Regions from separate parts of the Mus musculus genome. Here region 1 is linked to region 2. The links are chromatin contacts, called in public HiChIP or PLAC-seq maps. All regions are on one chromosome and are shown on one strand. Each heading gives the region's core, a stretch centred on a gene start, on an enhancer-like site or on the middle of the called end of the contact. The rest is flanking DNA. Distances are from core to core; before and after follow the strand shown.

What was found. HiChIP or PLAC-seq counts read pairs in DNA pulled down with a chosen protein or histone mark.
Region 1: a contact with region 2 is called in an H3K4me3 HiChIP or PLAC-seq map of embryonic forebrain, with 6 times the contacts expected there. The contact joins the promoter of 1700109G15Rik here to the promoter of Aatf in region 2. A contact is called at or near these places in 20 of 39 promoter capture datasets (the 3T3-L1 cell line, 3T3-L1-derived adipocytes, the C10 cell line and 12 more), 2 of 15 datasets of contacts at CTCF or cohesin (pro-B cells and stem cell-derived epiblast-like cells), 12 of 484 Hi-C or Micro-C datasets (the AtT-20 cell line, the G1E-ER4 cell line, the N1E-115 cell line and 5 more), 18 of 115 datasets of contacts at active chromatin or transcription factors (astrocytes, craniofacial prominence, embryonic basal ganglia and 9 more) and 3 of 9 other capture datasets (adipose tissue, embryonic tail and pancreatic islet).

What each region holds. Positions count from the first base shown.
Region 1 is chr11:84,719,084-84,722,756 of GRCm38.p6, reverse strand. It overlaps 1700109G15Rik (RIKEN cDNA 1700109G15 gene), which reads left to right and starts at 2,325. Exons shown (of 3, transcript NR_046197.1): 1 at 2,325-2,371; 2 at 2,694-2,846.
Region 2 is chr11:84,511,864-84,515,835 of GRCm38.p6, reverse strand. Aatf (apoptosis antagonizing transcription factor) reads left to right here and starts at 2,335. Exons shown (of 13, transcript NM_019816.1): 1 at 2,335-2,544; 2 at 3,507-3,695. The coding sequence starts at 2,454.

The DNA.
Region 1 (3,673 bases), core at 1,076-3,575, 210 kb before region 2:
TCAACACCACACATCCCCGGTGACACCCCTGGGCACGAAGCTTTCCAGGGCTAGCTGCATCTTTATCATCGGACTACTCCTTATTGTCTGAAAAGGAACTCAGGGTCTTGGGCTGGAGGAGAAAACCCACAGAGTCACCTGGGGAGGAGCACTGGCCAATGTCTTTTGGCACATCCCCAGTGGGTGAGCATGCAGCCTTGTGGGCATGTGGGCATGTGATCTGGGTTTGTCCTCATGTATCCTATCCTCAAGGAGACCCCTGTGCCCATTCACAAAGCACAGCTTCTGGCAGCAAAGAAGGGGAATGGCGAGTGGGTTCTGCTGTCTCTGACTTCTCTTCTCTGTCAATGTCCTCTACCTAGAACTTGGGGGGTGGAGAGAGAGAGAGAGAGAGAGAGAGAGAGAATATCTATCACCTACCCCCATAAAAAGCCCAGGAGGAGACAGGGCACTCTGTGTGCCACTGGGTGATCGCCAGGCCTAGATGAGCTCCAAGTCTGAAGAGGGTAAATGTTGCTTAGGTTACTCTGGGGCTTTCGGTTTCCAGCATCCTGCCCCCACCCTGTCATCTGCTGCTGGCCCCAAGAGGGCAGCACAGGGGTGTCTTCTCGCTGGCCTAGGCACCTAAATGGTGAATCCCTTTGGAAATTTTAGTTTTGTTTTGTATGGTTCTGCACATATGTGCATGTGTGTGTGCTTTTAAGAACAGAAATCCTTATAGTACAGAAAAGTAGAAATACTTTTTGATGGTAAAGACATAGTGGGTGTATGTTTTAAAACCCCATGGACATATGTGTATGCACTTGTGTGACGCTGGGGATTGAACCCAGGGCCCTATAGAAGCGTTCTACCACCAAGTACACCAAGACAGGACAAGGGTTATCCCGGCTGAACCAGGAGCCCAGCACAAGTTCAGGGCCTCAGTTCTGCCCAGGACTACCGTGTAATGTCCCCCCTTTTCTTTTATTTGACAAAGTTAAGTGTGTGTGTTTGGGAAGGGGGAAATCTGAGGCCTTGCACACCCGTGCACTTTGTTCATAGATGATACGGAGTGCGCACACACACACACACACACACACACATGCGCACGCGCACGCACACACACACTTTCATGCTGCTCCAAGGAGAACAATGACCAGCTTGTGTTCAAGAATAAGACAGGTCTGGCCTCATGTCCTTGGTTTGCTATTTCCTGCTCTGTGACCTTAGGAGCGTTTCTTCCCTGCTTTCAGACTCAGTTTCCCCATCTGTGAATTAAGGCTAATTACATGGGGGAAAGAAACAAATAAGATTATAAAGGATAAAAATGTGGTACATGTAAGATTCTTAGGGCAGTATCTGACAAGCATGGGTAGGTTAGACAGCAAGACTCAGTGGGCATTTTCCATTGCCATCTCTGTTACGCCAGCAGGGGGAGGCCCATCCAGGAGTCAACTCTATTGAACAACTCTACTGGAGTCTGGTGTTCCCACATGCTGCCTTGTTTGATCTTGTCAATGTCCTTATGAGGTTCATAAGTACTATCAGACTATCAGACTAGTAAGGAAGCTAAGGCTCAGAGGTTTCAGTGGATGATGTCCCAGCCTGAGATCAGCTGGGAAGAAAGAGCCAAGGTTTGGATATTGGGATTCATGACACTCAAGAGCTCTTCTCCTCCTCTTCTACTTCTACTTCTTTTTTTTTTCTTTTCAAAAAATTTTTTTTATTGATTTATTATATGTTAGTACACTGTAGCTGTCTTCAGACACCCCAGAAAAGGGCATCGGATCCCATTACAGATGGTTGTGAGCCACCATGTGGTTGCTGGGATTTGAACTCAGGACCTTTGGAAGAACAGTCAGTGCTCTTAACTGCTAAGCCATCTCTCTAGCCCTCTCCTCCTTCTCCTCCTCCTCCTCCTCCTCCTCCTCCTCCTCCTCCACCTCCTCCTCCTCCTCCTCCTCCTTTCTTCTCCTCCTCCTCTTCTTCCTCCTCCTCCTTCCTCTTCTTCTTCCTCTCTCTTTCTTTTTCTTTTTTGGACAGAGTCTCATGTATTCCAGGTTAGCCTCAAACTTCATATGTTTCTGAGGACACTCATGATCTTCTGGTTCTTCTGCCTCCACCTTCTGAGTGCTGAGATTATAAATGTGCACTACCACATCTGGTTTATATGGTGCATTCTGGGGATCAAACTCAGGGCTTTGTGTATGGTAAGCAAGCATTCTACAAACTGTGATGCAATATGGCAGAACTCTGAGCAATTACTCTGTTCTGGGCCCTGGGGAGGGACTCTCATTGGTCACAGAGGGTATTGTCATCGCCTTTGAGAAAGGTGGAGCCCACTTAGGGGAGACCAGATACTTCAGAGGGTTCAGAGTGGTTATAGGAGAAGGTACCAGTACCAACTTGAGCAACATTAGCCCCTACTTCCTTCCTCCCTCTCTTCCTCCCTCTCTTCCTTCCCGTTGGATGCTCTTGCTATTTACACATCAGCTCTTGTTCTGTTCTGTTTTGTTTTGTTTTGCTTTGTTTTTCTAGACTGAGTTTCTCTGCGTAGCCTTTGCTGTCCCAGAACTAGTTCTGAAGAACAGGCTGGTCTCAAACTCTGAGATCTGCCTGCCTCTGCCTCCTAAGTGCTGAGATTAAAGGTGTGCAGCACCACCAACTGGCTATGTGTCCACTCTTTTACATGCATTATTTATTATTTTGCACAGCTGTTAACAAGAGTATTTATGTGTGGAGTTGCTGATTGTAATCACAGTAAAAGGAGAAGTGACATTTGAAGGCCTACTGTGTACTGAACTCGGAACAAAGGGAGTTCTGAGTAACTATATAACTTCAGCACATCTTCTCAGCAACCTGATGAGGTATGTAAAGTTGTTGTTAGCTCTGTATTATAGATGGGGGAACTGAAGTTTGGAACAGTTAAGTAATTTGCTCCAAGTTACACAGTGTCTTAGTTAGGGTTTCATTGCTGTGAAGAGGCACCATGACCAAGGCAACTCTTATAAAGGAAAAAAAAAAACATTTAATTGGGGCTGGCTTACAGATTCAGAGGTTCAGTTCATTATCATCCTGGTGGGAGCATGGAGGCACCCTGGCAGACATGGTGCTGGAGAAGGAGCTGAGAGTTCTACATCTGGATCAGAAGGTAGCCGGAAGAGACTGAGACATACTTCCTCCAACAAAGCCACACCCACTCCAACAAGAAGACACCTCCTAATAGTGACACTTCTTATGAGCTTATGGGGGCCAGTTTTCCCCCCAAAACCACCACACACAGTAAACACTAGAGCCTCCTCTTAGTTTGAATTCTTTTTTATTTTAGTTTTTTTTTCTTTCTTTTTTATTAACCTGTGTGTGTGTGTGTGTGCGCACACACACACAGTTCACATGTGGAGGTCAAAGGGCGACTTGTAGGAGTCTGTTCTTTCCTTCCACCATGTGGGCTCTGGGTCATCAGGTCATCAGGCTTGGTGGCAAGTGCCATTACCCGCTGAGCCCTGAGTTAAACTCTTAATAGTGAAGGATCACAGGACAAATCCCCTGCCACCTCCCTCCACTCCCGTCACTCTCTTCGCCAGTCAGAGATCTATGAAGTAAAAATTTCCCAAACCCACATATATAAGTACACGTATAGAGAGAGACTTTTTTCCTTAACATTAACCATCCTGCTGCAATGGTCTGACAGTTC
Region 2 (3,972 bases), core at 1,086-3,585:
ACTTCTTCCGGAAGCTCCACTGCCCTTTACTGGCCCTCCAAGTCCAGTAGCACTCCCCGCTGGAGTCCTTTACCTGCCATTCAAGAAAGAAGGAGCTCCTGAGCTTTGAGTGGTCTCTCCCTCGCTCATGTCTTCACTTCCCTTAATTGCATCTTAAGCTCTACCATTCTTCCTCTGTCCTCCCTTCCAGGAAGAAGATTCCTGGGGTAGGAAAGCAATTGGGAGGGTGGTGGTTGGGGTATATGTGACTACTTCCTAAAAAAAAAAAATGGGTTCCCAAGTCAGGAGCAGACAGGAGAGGGAGCATTGGTAAGCAGGCTCGGGGCACCTGTACCTTACACTGTTTGCTCAGATCTGCCTCACACAGGCCAACAGTGTCCTGTATGCACAACAGCTTCAAGGTGGGCTCTGCCCTGCTTCCTTTTCTCTTTCCACCCTGTTCTCCTCACCTTAAAGGGCAGGTTTCTAAGCACCTGAAATAATGAGGGAGGAGGATCTAGGAGAATAGAATTTACTAAGTGTGGGGTAGGAGAACATTTTTGTTCTCTGTGCCCAAGGCTACTGCACCTCATAGAGAACATGTTTTGCTATGGAGGCTCTAACACAGACTCGACTGCAAGCGCAGCGGAGAGGACCTTAAAGAACAAGCTCTCTAAACTACTCTCAGCCATACAGCAATTTTCTTCGCCTGAGTCTTCGCCTAGTCTGACATTCTTTGGCTCTCCACGTCTGAAAGGCTTTACCCTAAAACAGTTGCTTTTTTTTTTTCTATTGTCTAGGCTTGGTCATCTTCACTCAAGGACCAGTTAGGACAGGAACATGAGACATGCCACAAGAAAGTAGAAATCTCTTAAATTTCTTAAATTCGGAAATCTACCTGAATCTGAGGGTGTCTGAATTGTCTTCCAGTGGATTCTACTGGGGAGCTACCAGTTGCCTACGTTGCTGGCTTTGGGATCCAGCTGGCCTGGAGTATACTTAAAAAATGGCACTGGCCTGGGGACTTAGAACTGGAAGAGCTCCTGCTTAGTGTACAGAACACTCTGGGTTCAGCCCCTAGCTCTAAATAAACAGGGTGTAGTGGCAGGCACATGTCTCTAATCCCAGTGGAGACAGGAGGGTCAAGAAATTCAGGGTCATCTTCAATTACATGATGTGTAGGAGGCAAGAGACTGTCTTAACATACAAACAGGCATGGACACAGTGTCTATTATTCAAGTCGTTTTTTCTTTTTTTTTTTTTTCTGGATTCTTCTGAGGCAGCTTTCCTGTTATAGTAGATTCTAGGTCTCCATGGAGGAAGACCTCCAACAGATCAGTATAGACAGACCACTTTACACTCAAATTTGTCATTCCTCGGTGCAGTTCATGTTTCCTGCCCTTCTAGACTGGTCACTGTGTGGAGAGAGAGTCTAACTTACACATCCTATATTTCATCTAGCAGTGCTTGCCACAGTAGTGGGCGTCAAGGGATGCTCCATGAAAAGAAAAACGAATGCAAAGTGATGGCATAGCTTCATGGGCCTGGGTGCAATTACATTTATCACATTAAGGTCTTTGTGTATTTTGAGTCTGGCCATCTAATACCAGAACTGAGTGAAGGGTTTCTCTTCTCCCATCTTCACTAGTTTCGGGGGTCTGACTGAGTCACTCCATCTTTGAACAGAAAAGCTGTTAATATCAACGCTTCTGTAGTAGAGTAATTCTACCCCCCTGCCCCTCCCTGTGATTGCCCAGGCAAGAGGGTACAAGAAGCTACAGAAACAATCTTGATTTGTGGTACAACCATCGCGATTCCTAATTATTTCTATCAATAAAGATCGCACCTCGCCGCACACTTAACACACGCAGGCCTCTCAGATCCTGGCCCGAAGCTGTGTGCCTGGCCGCAGGCTCCTCTACCCTGAGAAAAGCCCCGTTTTGAGTCCCGGGTCTGTGCTTGCTCGAGTGTGTACCTGAGGTTTGAGAGGCTTATCCTTCACTCCCTTTCACAAACCAGCCAGCCACCAGCAGCCACAGCTACTTTACGCTTAATTCCTAAACCAAGCTCGCACAAAGCTCGAGGCGTTATTTCGTGCTTAGGGGACCCTGGCAGCTCAGAGCACAATCAACCTTTCTCGCTCCAAGCGGTCACGTGCTCCGGCGCGCTCCCGCGCCGCGCGTCCGAGGGGCCTCCGGCGCACGCGCGTTCGGGCGGCTCGCAACCCTGCCACGGTTTCGGGCGCCTGCGTCTCAGCTTAGCAGCCCAGTGGTGACGCGACGCCCCGCCCCTCCGGCGCGCGCGCGCCTCCCGGAAGTTGCCTACTGGGATTCTAAACGCCGCCTCCGCGAGGTCTCCGCCTTGAGTTGCCAAGTAGAGTCTGGGCCGTAGCGCCACTGCTGCGAGTGTCGGGCCGGGGGGCTCGGGCTGCAGTGCAGGTTCACGAGCGCAGCGCCGGCAGTGACCTGGTGACCATGGCGGCGCCGCAGCCCTTGGCTCTGCAGCTGGAACAGTTGCTGAATCCGAGACCGCGTGAGGCGGATCCTGAGGCCGACCCGGAGGAGGGTGAGGCCTGACTGGGGCTAACCACGTGCAGAGCAGTGGCTCCGACTTCAAGGGCCGCTGGTGCTTGGACCTGCTCGCCTTCCCTTTTCGCTGGGGGAAAATTGTCTCTTGGGAGGGTGGCGTGAGCAGTAATCCAGCATTCTAGACTCTGGGGGTGGGCGGGACATCAGGACCCTGGCGGGGAGTTGCAGGCAGCCGGCTGGCAGCAGTTTAGGATGCCACTTTTCTTGGTATTACCTTCGAAAGGAGAAAGAAGCCTGATGAGTTTCAGGTTTTTGTGTGTTTGAAACTGACTGCTTCTAAAATCTTCATGAGAATGAAAATGATTACCCGATGCTGTTTAGCCATGTTTATTTAGGCCTTAAGCCATTTGTCCACATTCTGATGACAGACTGATTCTTCATAAACCTGTTCTGAGACCGGCTGGGAGTAATTGTGCTTTAGACTTGGGTCAGGGAGGTGTGAGAAAGACAACTGGAGGGGTGTCATGAGTGTCTATAGCACCCAATGACTGTCACATATTGAGGAAGAATTAAGGACCCTGGGCATGTAGCCGATAACACTTGATGCACTGGATTTAATTTTCAGAACCTCTGAAAAAGAAAAACAATAAAAAACACCATGGAAAAGCAAGGAAGAATCAGATTTATACGTTCCTAGATTTATAAGTTCCAAGGCATAAAAACATGTCTCCTAGTAGTTGCAGGGAGTTAGCTCTCTGTTTAGAAATAGATAGCAATATGACAGCAGTCTCCTTAGAAACCAGAAGTCAACTCCCTATTCCTGTAAGTTAGTTATGTTATGTTATAGAGGACACAATGAATCAAGGGCTGGGGTGGAGCCCAGTACTAAGAGTACTCACCTAGTACAGGAAGGTGGGGTGTGGGGTTGAAATGGCTTAAGTGGGTTCCTGTTAAAGTATTTTTCTAACCTAAGATTCTATTTTTCTCCCTCCCCAACAGCCACTAGAGCCAGAGTGATTGACAGGTTTGATGAAGGGGAAGAGGAGAAAGATGATCTGGCAGTGAGTAGCATTAGAAAGTTGGCACCAGTCTCCCTCTTGGACACCGACAAAAGGTATTCTGGCAAGACCACTTCTAGGAAAGCTTGGAAAGAAGACCATTGGGAGCAGGCTCTGCCAAGTTCATCTGGTGAGTAGACATTTTCACCCCAAACTCTTCTCTTGGCTTAGTTCTGTATGGTTAAACTGTTTTGTTTCTGGATTCTTTCTGGAAGTCTGTGGGTCTCCACTTAATTTAGGAGAGACCATTGAATTGGTACTTGGAAGGGCCTTAGAGGTCAGCATGTTACTTTAAAAAGGATGCTAAAGGGCTGGAGAGATGGCTCCGTGGTTAAGAGCACTGACTGCTCTTCCAGAGGTCCTGAGTTTGATTCCCAGCAACCACATGGTGGCTCATAACCATCTGT